2 separate regions of the Zea mays genome follow, and region 2 is linked to region 1. The links are chromatin contacts, called in public Hi-C maps. All regions are on one chromosome and are shown on one strand. The core of a region is the stretch at or near the end of the contact, and the rest is flanking DNA. Distances in the headings are between cores, read along the strand shown. Region 1 overlaps LOC100272416 (phospholipase D family protein). Region 2 has its middle 44 kb from the start of LOC100501158.

The links. Hi-C and Micro-C count contacts between places; a contact is called where the count stands out from the background.
Region 2: a Hi-C map of ear shows a contact between it and region 1, with 3 times the contacts expected there. The contact joins two enhancer-like sites. A contact is called at or near these places in 3 of 25 Hi-C or Micro-C datasets (ear, leaf and tassel).

What each region holds. Positions count from the first base shown.
Region 1 is chr8:34,809,342-34,813,717 of Zm-B73-REFERENCE-NAM-5.0, reverse strand. LOC100272416 (phospholipase D family protein) reads right to left here. Exons shown (of 20, transcript NM_001350737.1): 19 at 4,247-4,308; 20 at 3,427-4,154. The coding sequence ends at 3,905. Among protein-coding and RNA genes, the nearest start is that of LOC100272416, 28 kb to the right of the region's middle. Within about 2 kb of position 1,872, at least 17 of the 20 cell types and tissues checked have an H3K27ac peak or open chromatin away from gene starts, as enhancers often do. A contact at or near this core is called in ear, leaf and tassel, where this site is marked.
Region 2 is chr8:35,000,689-35,005,052 of Zm-B73-REFERENCE-NAM-5.0, reverse strand. No RefSeq gene overlaps it. Among protein-coding and RNA genes, the nearest start is that of LOC100501158, 44 kb to the right of the region's middle. Within about 2 kb of position 1,967, at least 18 of the 20 cell types and tissues checked have an H3K27ac peak or open chromatin away from gene starts, as enhancers often do. A contact at or near this core is called in ear, leaf and tassel, where this site is marked.

The DNA.
Region 1 (4,376 bases), core at 623-3,122:
CAAATTGTTAATATTGATATAGCAACATCATGCGATGATTTGGTTGAAAGACTAGAGAAAGAAACTAAAAGCAAAGGCACTAAATGAGATTGATCAAACCAAGAAACAAATGAGAAACTTAGAAAAGAATTAGAAGTGGTAGAAATCAAGAGCTAATTCACCAAAGTGCAATACCTCCAAAGTGAATTAATCATTAACATTTTCATGAAATTGGATGGGAATGGTATTGGCTCTCAAACATTTAAAGAGAAGAAATATAAACAATAAAACAAACCAAAGAAAATGCCTAAGACAACGGAATACTTTAAATGTGGAAAAGAGAGACTTTGCTCATAATTACAATTGTGCATGACAAGCTTATACTCACCGAATGTGTTCGGTGTCGCACCGAAACAAGATACTAGTACAATAACAGCTAGTTTAAAAAATTAGACGTTAGAAAAGCACTAGACATGTCTGGTGCAGAGATTTGGTATGCACTAGACATGTTTGGTGCCCCTTGACTTTGCTGAGTTGGCTTGTAGCGGCTAGTTTCTTTGCTTGGGGCTAATATACCCTCCCCCCCCCAACTCGGCCAAATGAGGTCTCTTCTATTTCAACTGGTGAAAGAAACTTGAGAGTGGGGAAGAGTCTTTCCCTAGTTAGGGACTTGAGAGTTACTAATCACATGAATAGTGGCCATATTAGTTTATTTGCAGAAGACTTGGTGTCGATTAGGAGTTCAATTATCACTCGGAGAGCTTGTGAGTAATACAACTCAAGCTTATACATGTTTGTGAGCAGTTCACCATGTCTGAGCAAAAAACATCTCATAGAGAGCATTTTGTCCTCGCACAAACCAACCCTTGCGTGGGGAGCGATACTCTTGCGTGGGTGCTCCAACAAGAACTAGTGAAATATATTGACCCTCCGATAACTCGAAAAAACATCGAGCTTCTAATCCCTTCTTTTACTTTACATATACGCATTTGATCAATTCTTTTGAAGCATTTTATATTACTAGAATTGCCATGCTAGTCTAAGACTCGAACTCTTTAAGGAGTGAATTTGTGTGCTTGAGTACAAGTTTTTTAAATTGGGAAAGTTCAATTCATCTAATTTATCTCTCCTTTTGGTATATTTTTTTAAGATATAGAAAGTTTCAAAGTCTGTAATATTATACCTATTACTTGTTTTTGATATTTGATGAGAAAAAACATTGTAGCAAAAGAACATGTAAAAGATTAGGGCTAGCCGACAGCAACAAAAAAGTTTGTGCCGTACAGTCTGCAAATGGAAACTGCGCAAAAAATATAGCTCCACCTACTATCATTAATTCTAATATAAAATAAATAATTTCCTGCGAAAAGCTTTGTTGAGAGTTGACTTGGCTACGCAGCCAATAAACAAAACAAAAAATTCTTTAGAAATTAAAATTTTGTTAGTTATACCTATCGAAGCTATTAGCAGCTAATAAAAAACAAATTAGCTACTTTAACCCAGATAAAACCAGCTAACTTATCTGCTGACTAACAACTCAGATAACTAATTTTATGACTACCAATTAGCTCTATTAATAGTACGTGTCCAGGCTAAATTTTAAGTACGTACTTTTCGCCAAGGCTTTAACTTATCTTAATCGTGCATACAAAATATAAAATAAATAAATTCCTTCGAATATCTTTATTGAGAGTTGGCTTAGTTACGCAGCTAATAAATAAAATAATTGCCGTCTATAGAAAAAAATATCCATGTTCAGCTGTGGTGTAGGCCCCGTTTCCCAGAGGGTAGCAGGGCCTTCCAAAAATTGGCGCGCGAGCCCACCCTAAAGTAGGGGCAGGACATCGCTCGCACCTTTGGCAACGTGTTCAGTCGGGTGTCGGCACGGCACGTCAGTCTCTATACGATCATCAACGGGCCGCCTTTCACCCCTGACAGGGTCAGGTAAGAGTTCCGCATCCCTCACGCGTCGTTCTTATAGCGCCCAGGCAACACTCACGTCGCTTCAGCTCGCGTTGTGGTACTAAAAAATTCCAACGCGCAGACGCCTCTCCGACCGACGCTTCAGCTCTTCCGTTTGCTGGCTGCGTAGCCCGAGTGAAACGAGCCGAGCGGTCTTTGTTCGGCCCAACAGCGCACAACCTAACTGAAGTCGTCCTATTCCTGCTTCCGCAAAGGCCTGCGGTTGTTTTAAAATAAAAAAATACCGCTATTTGCTTTCTACTTTGTATTTTTTTTCTAAAAAAAATTAGTCAAAGTTAATGAATTTGGTTTCTATAGATTAATTTTTAGTCCCTTCATTTTATTCTATTTTAGTCCCTAAAATGACTAAGACTCTATTTGGTTTAAGAGACTAAAGATTAGTCACTCCATTTTAGTCTCATTTAGGGCCTGTTTGGTTCGTGGCTAATTGTGCCACACTTTGCCTAAGGTTAGTTGTTCGAGTTTAAGAACTAACCTTAGTCAGAAAAGTTAGGCAAAGTGTGGCAAATTAGTCAGGAAACCAAACATGCCCTTAGTCCCTAACTAGTCAAATAGTGAGACTAAAATAAGGACTAAAGTGCTTTAGTCTCTAGTCTCTCAAATGGTGATTAAAAGGGACTAAAATATATCAATTCCACATTTTGCCCCTCATTTATTTCAATTACGCTAATGGTGGAAGAATGTTAAGGAGCATTTTAGTCTTCTTACGAGTCATTTAATACGTTCTGAATACTTTTAGTCCATGCAACAAAATAGGGTAAGGACTAAACTTTAATCACTCGACTAAACTTTAGTTCGTGGACTAAAGAAATAAAACATATCCTAATACAGAAACTAAAATAGAGTTTTAGTTTCCGTATTTGGTGACTAAAATAGAATAAAATGGAGAAACTAAAAAATAGTCCTTAAAAACCAAACACCCCTTCGTAAAAATCTCATGTGTAAAGGTCTGTTTTGTTCGATGGACTAAAGATTAGTCCTTCCATTTTAGTCACATTTAGTTCCTAAATTATCAAATGGTGGAACTAAACTATATTAGTCTCTAGTCTCTCAAGGGGTAACTAAACCATATAAATTTCACTTTTTGTTCCTTCTTTATTTCAGTTGCATTAATGGTGGGAGAATACTAAGGGATAATTTAGTCTTCTTATAATTCATTTAATATGTTTTGAATAGTTTAGTCTCTAAAACCAAAAAAGATAGAGACTAAACTTTAGTCTCTGAACTAAAGGAACAAACGGAGGCTAAATTATGATTTGGATCAGATGAAGTACACTCCAGTGACCTTAGTTGATTGATAACCTATTTAAGACAAAACTCAACCTATAATTTAGAACGAATGAAATTCCAATAATTCGTCTCAGCATGTACATTTAATTGCCTATAAAACAATGATTACATTAGATAAAACAATATACCAAATGTGCCCTCACTGCCTCACAGAAACTTCCAAAGTACCACATCCACAATAATGATCAGATAACAAATTTCAACAGAATCTGCCAATGCTCAATGTACAAGACTACAAGGCATCAAATTCAGCTTTAAGTGCATTTTATTTTGCATAAAAGAATTCATCTAATAGGGCAACATCTGCTGCCCGAACTAACTCTGATAAACGATCTGTACAAATCTTGGCCGTCATATCCTATATACCCGAAACTAGCAAGGATATGGTTGTTCCTTTGTTTTTGTTTTTCCTATTCATCCAGGCACGAGACACGATCTAGGCATATACAAGTATAATAACCCTATAACATGTACCTATGGGCGGACTTTCGCCAAAAGCGGGAAAATAAACACTAAGGGCTTGTTCGTTTCAACATTAATCCATGTGGATTAGATGGTATTGAGTCAGTTTAAATCCATAGCAAGTCAAAATTCATCCTAATTCACTCCAATACACACCAATCCACATGAAATTGAAATAACCGAACAAGCCCTAATGGAAAACTTGTGGAGATGTATAATACTCGCTCTCACTGAAGAAAGGTCTCAAGTCCTCTTGGCACATGAACTCCAAAGGGAAGCAAACAATATGACCCCGAACGTCCTGCAACCGTTCCATTGGTTTGGCACATGCCAGGTCTCCCTCCTGTTGCGTTTCCAGGTTTTCTAAGGCAACACCCAAGTCTATGGTTGTGTGGCCAATTTTCTCCTTACGATGAGCAAAACTTTGGCGAAATTGATACCTGCAAGAGGTTGATATCATTTCAGAGACCAGTGAGCACAATATTTCGACTCGAATGGGAGAAAACTTGAAGACAGGTCCTGCATTCAATACCTAGAATGGATGTGATCGTTGGGAACACATGAGAATACTTGATGGTAGATCACGGTATTCTCCTGTCATATATCAGTTTGTTCAGTTGAGAGGACCCGGGGGACCAAATAAGTTTTGGTACTCAGATGTA
Region 2 (4,364 bases), core at 718-3,217, 190 kb before region 1:
TGATCTCAAAAATATCCATAACAATATGGATCATGAGAACACAAAGCATATGAAGCATGTAAATCATATAAATAAAATAAGTATATAAACATGATTCATGGATTATTGCGGAACAACTGGAAATAAACAGATAATAATATAAACAGGATGACTTATAATACGATAGGACAAAACTACATACGACATATATAATATGCAGAATATAAAACTGTAATGAACTGAATTGATCATACCCTCCCATGCGCTCCGAGGATCCTGATCCTTGTCCAACTTCTTTTGTCATCCGATCGAGATGAAGACAGCAAGAACAACAGACGTTGGGCAGTCGCGTAGACGCTCCCCAAAAACCTAATTGCCGATCCCCCGTGCAAGGTCTCGAACGGCACCGGCTTCGGAGGCACCTGCCCTCTCGCTTCTCTGTGCGCGCAGAGTCACGAGATGGAAATACCCTCACTCGGCGGCTGGATTGTGAGACTGAAAGTGTTTCTCGCGTGTACCGAGTGACAGGGGTGCTCCTCTATTTAACCTCTCGCAGAGGGAAGCTGAAGGAGAAAGGTCGCCGAGTCACGCCAAGAGTCGGCCAGCTCTAGCCGAGTTATGCCATGAGTCGGCCAGCTCTCGCCGAGTCACGCCATAAGTCGGCAGCTGAAGGAGAAGGGTCACTCGGCTCGGCTGACATACGCGGTTAGTGAGTGCTAAAAATTAACACAACCACGCCCGCCCGCCCGCTCGCCTGCCTGCCTGCCACGCCACGCCACGCCACGCCACGCCACGCCCGGCCCGGCCGGCGGCGGCGGCGGCGGCGCGCGCGCGCGTGTGTGGCACGCCTTTGTCCATTTCTTGACTTCTCAAGTTAAGTGGAATAAATCCCACCATATAAGTCAAGGCAAAGGACCCTTGGACTTCCAATGTGGTACTATTGGTATTCTCCACCATTACTCACCATAGAGTTTATTCAATAAATGGGCCAAGCCCATAAAAGATCCAACAATAAATACCTGACCAACTAAAAGAAACCGCTTTAAGCTTAACCCCACATACAACTAGTCCACTTTAGCTAAACGGGACATTTGCTGAGTACGTTGATGTGTACTCACCCTTGCTTTAAAACACCAAACCCTAGGTTTTCCCCATTGCATCCCGTGCTCAAGAGAAGATGAAGGCAACATGGAGGACTTCCAGGAGTTTTAGGACTTCGACGAGTTCTAATTTAGATTAGTAGCAAAGCCTCAGTCAGATGCCTGTAAAGGTCTTATCTTACTATGTTTCGTATTCACACTTTGATTATGACTTAACTTAATGACTCTATGGATATCTTGGATATCGTGATGAAATAAAGTACTTATTTCCACTATTATTTTGAGCAATGTGTGATGATGTCGAATTATGTAATTGCTGTGTACGTGAATTTCTGATCCTGACACATACATGGTTCGCATTCGATTTGCCTTCTAAAACCGGATGTGACAGTAGCGCGGCGTGCTTCGACCATGGGCAGAAGCGACTCCGCTGTGCCCAACAACCTCCAGCGAGAAAGTCCCCGGATCTAGATGACTTGATGTCGGAGGATTTGCCCGAACGAGATCCTCTACTGTCGGTGGACCTCCCCGACCACAATTTGGCTACCGAGCAGTCGTGTACGCAAGGCAAGGGCGCAGTGGCACGTCTAGCTCTCGGCGAGGTGGTGTGGCTCGGCCACGGCACCACTTTGCCATCTCTGACGAACAAGGGGTTCCAACCGTGGCGCGTGCATCATATACACCCGGTCCTAGGGCATCATGACTACCAGCTGGTGGCAGTTGTTCCATGGCCAGGAAAAAAGGTGAGGCAGTTGCAATCGACTCTGTTGTTTCGGTCTTGGGAAGATCTACAAGGATTACTAACAGCCGAGCCCACGCTACAGAGGCCCAAGCACCGCAGCAGTGCGCGGTGGCTCATCCTGGTGCACGGGCCCGCGTCGTAGTGACACAACAAGGGAGGCACTCGCGTGGAGGGCGGCTAACATGCGGGTCCTGCCTGTCGATGCATATGCTAGCTAGGCCGATTGCCTCATGGGCCGGCCGAAGGGGGAAGACGGCCCAATGCGTTGCTTCACCTTTTTTCTTTTTTCATTTCTATTTTGGATTTCTATTGCATTTCAGTTTTCAGTTTAAATTTAAAATTTCTCTTATTTTAAAATCTGAGTTGGAGTTTCAAACTACATTCAAATGCATAAAAAAAACTCCACAATGATGCATAATTTTGAATATTTCCTTTAGTATTTATTTTAACAAACAGAAACATGTTCGATTGATAAAACACATAATCAACATAGCACTAAAATTATCTCTTGAATGTCTCAGGTAGTGAGAATCCCATGTTAGGGTTTACAAATTCTATCCCCCTTAAAAGTAATCTCAACCTTGAGATTACGACGAACTAGGAAAAGGTGAGGAAATTTGGCTTGCAATTCATCTTGTCTCTCCGAGCTAGCTTCATCCTCTGTGTGATGGCTCCATTGCACTTTACACATCTTGACCACTTTATTTCTGGTAACTCGGGTCAGGGTATTGATGATCTTGGTAGGATACTCTGTATAGGTCAGATCACCCTGCACACTGAGTTCTTCCATCGGCAACTGTTCTTCCGGGACTCTTAGGCATTTCTTCAACTAGGATACATTAAACACATTATGCACATCTGCCAGGTGATTTGGTAATTCCAGTTGATAGGCTACTTCTGCAACTCGCTTTAGGATTTGAAGGGTCCAATGAAGCGAGGGGACAACTTCCCTTTGACTTTAAATCTTCTCATACCCCGAATTGGTGACACCTTCAGGTACATGTGATCACCTTCCTCAAACTCTAGTTGTCTTCTTCGGGTGTCCGCATAACTTTTCTGCCTTGACTGTGCAGTTCTCAGGTTCTCCCTTATCATTCGAACTTGTTCCTCTGCTTCTTGGATAATCTCCGGTCCAAAGAACCATCTTTCACCAGTCTAATCCTAATACAGTGGGAGTTCTACACTTCCTCTCATATAATACCTCGAACGGGGACATCTTCAAATTGGTCTGATAACTATTATTATAGGAGAACTTTGCGTAGGGTAAACTTTTGTCCCAACTGCCACCATGCTTAAGAGCACAAGCTCTCAACATATCCTCTAGAACCTGATTTGTTCTCTTGGTCTGCCCATTTGTTTGGGGAATAACAGGCACTATTATTCGGTTTTCTCGAGTACAACAGAAGTTTAGATCCCCAAAAGGGGGTAAAAAGAACCAACATGCGTAAATATGAAAAGAAACTGATGGATGAGGACTTACTCTTCCTTCGCAATGGGATACATGTAACACCTGAGTCTGTGTTCATAAGGGCGGCTCTGACTAGGCTGGGCCTCGGATAGTACCAGAACCGTGTTTGTGGAGGCCAACCTTACTGGACTAGGATATGGACAAATGTAACCCTGTTATGAGGGAAGAGTCTGTTCTCATGCTACTTTCAGAGCATAAGGTTTGGGGCCGACCTAAACCGTCTGAGCTCCATTGTGCGTCTGGCTCGAGGGGTAAGCAGCGCCTGGTGGAGGCTGTCGGTGTTGGGGGCCTTCTTCTTCCGAAGGTCCTCAAAAACACGGCTGACTACTTGTTTTTTATATATTATTAAGTGTTACTGGAGCTTCAGTACAAGAAAAGCTTTGATTTTGATCAATGGAAGTGCGACGAAGCAAGCTTCGTTACGATGTCGCGGGAAGGTGACGTAGGAAGAAGGTGTTGATTGAAACTGCTAGGTGCAAATGACAAAATTGTCCCTATGACATTTGTAAACCTTGTATGCAATCTTCAAGGAAATGAATGTAATATCATACGAAGTTGTACGATTGCCTATAAATAGATGAATAGTACCCCAACACTGTTGACGTTGGATGGTAACTGCATTCACGCCTATACCTTCAAGCAAGCCGAAGGTATCAATGCAATGTGTATCTTGATATTGTTTGTACATTCAATACAAAATAAAATGAATAAATGACATGATATTTGTGAATGATGAAAACATGTTCTTCATGACCTTCATTCGAGATTCGTTATACCCGAAGGGGAATAATGCTTCGAGGGACCAAGGTCTTCAATGTTTAACAAATGTGTTGCCTTGTTCTTGGTTCACAGCTATCGAAAACAAAGTGACCAAAATTGGCGCCCACCTCCGGTGAACTCAAACGATAATCTTCGTCAAGAGAACTCGAACGACCACCTTCGTCATGCCACCGAAGAAGACAGCGGCGCCATGGGCTGCCCTTGCTCCTCTAGGCACCAATCAAGATGGGCTCCTTCTAAGGGAGGCCCAAAGACAGAATAGGAAAGTTGTTAGCCCAACACCACATGACGAAGA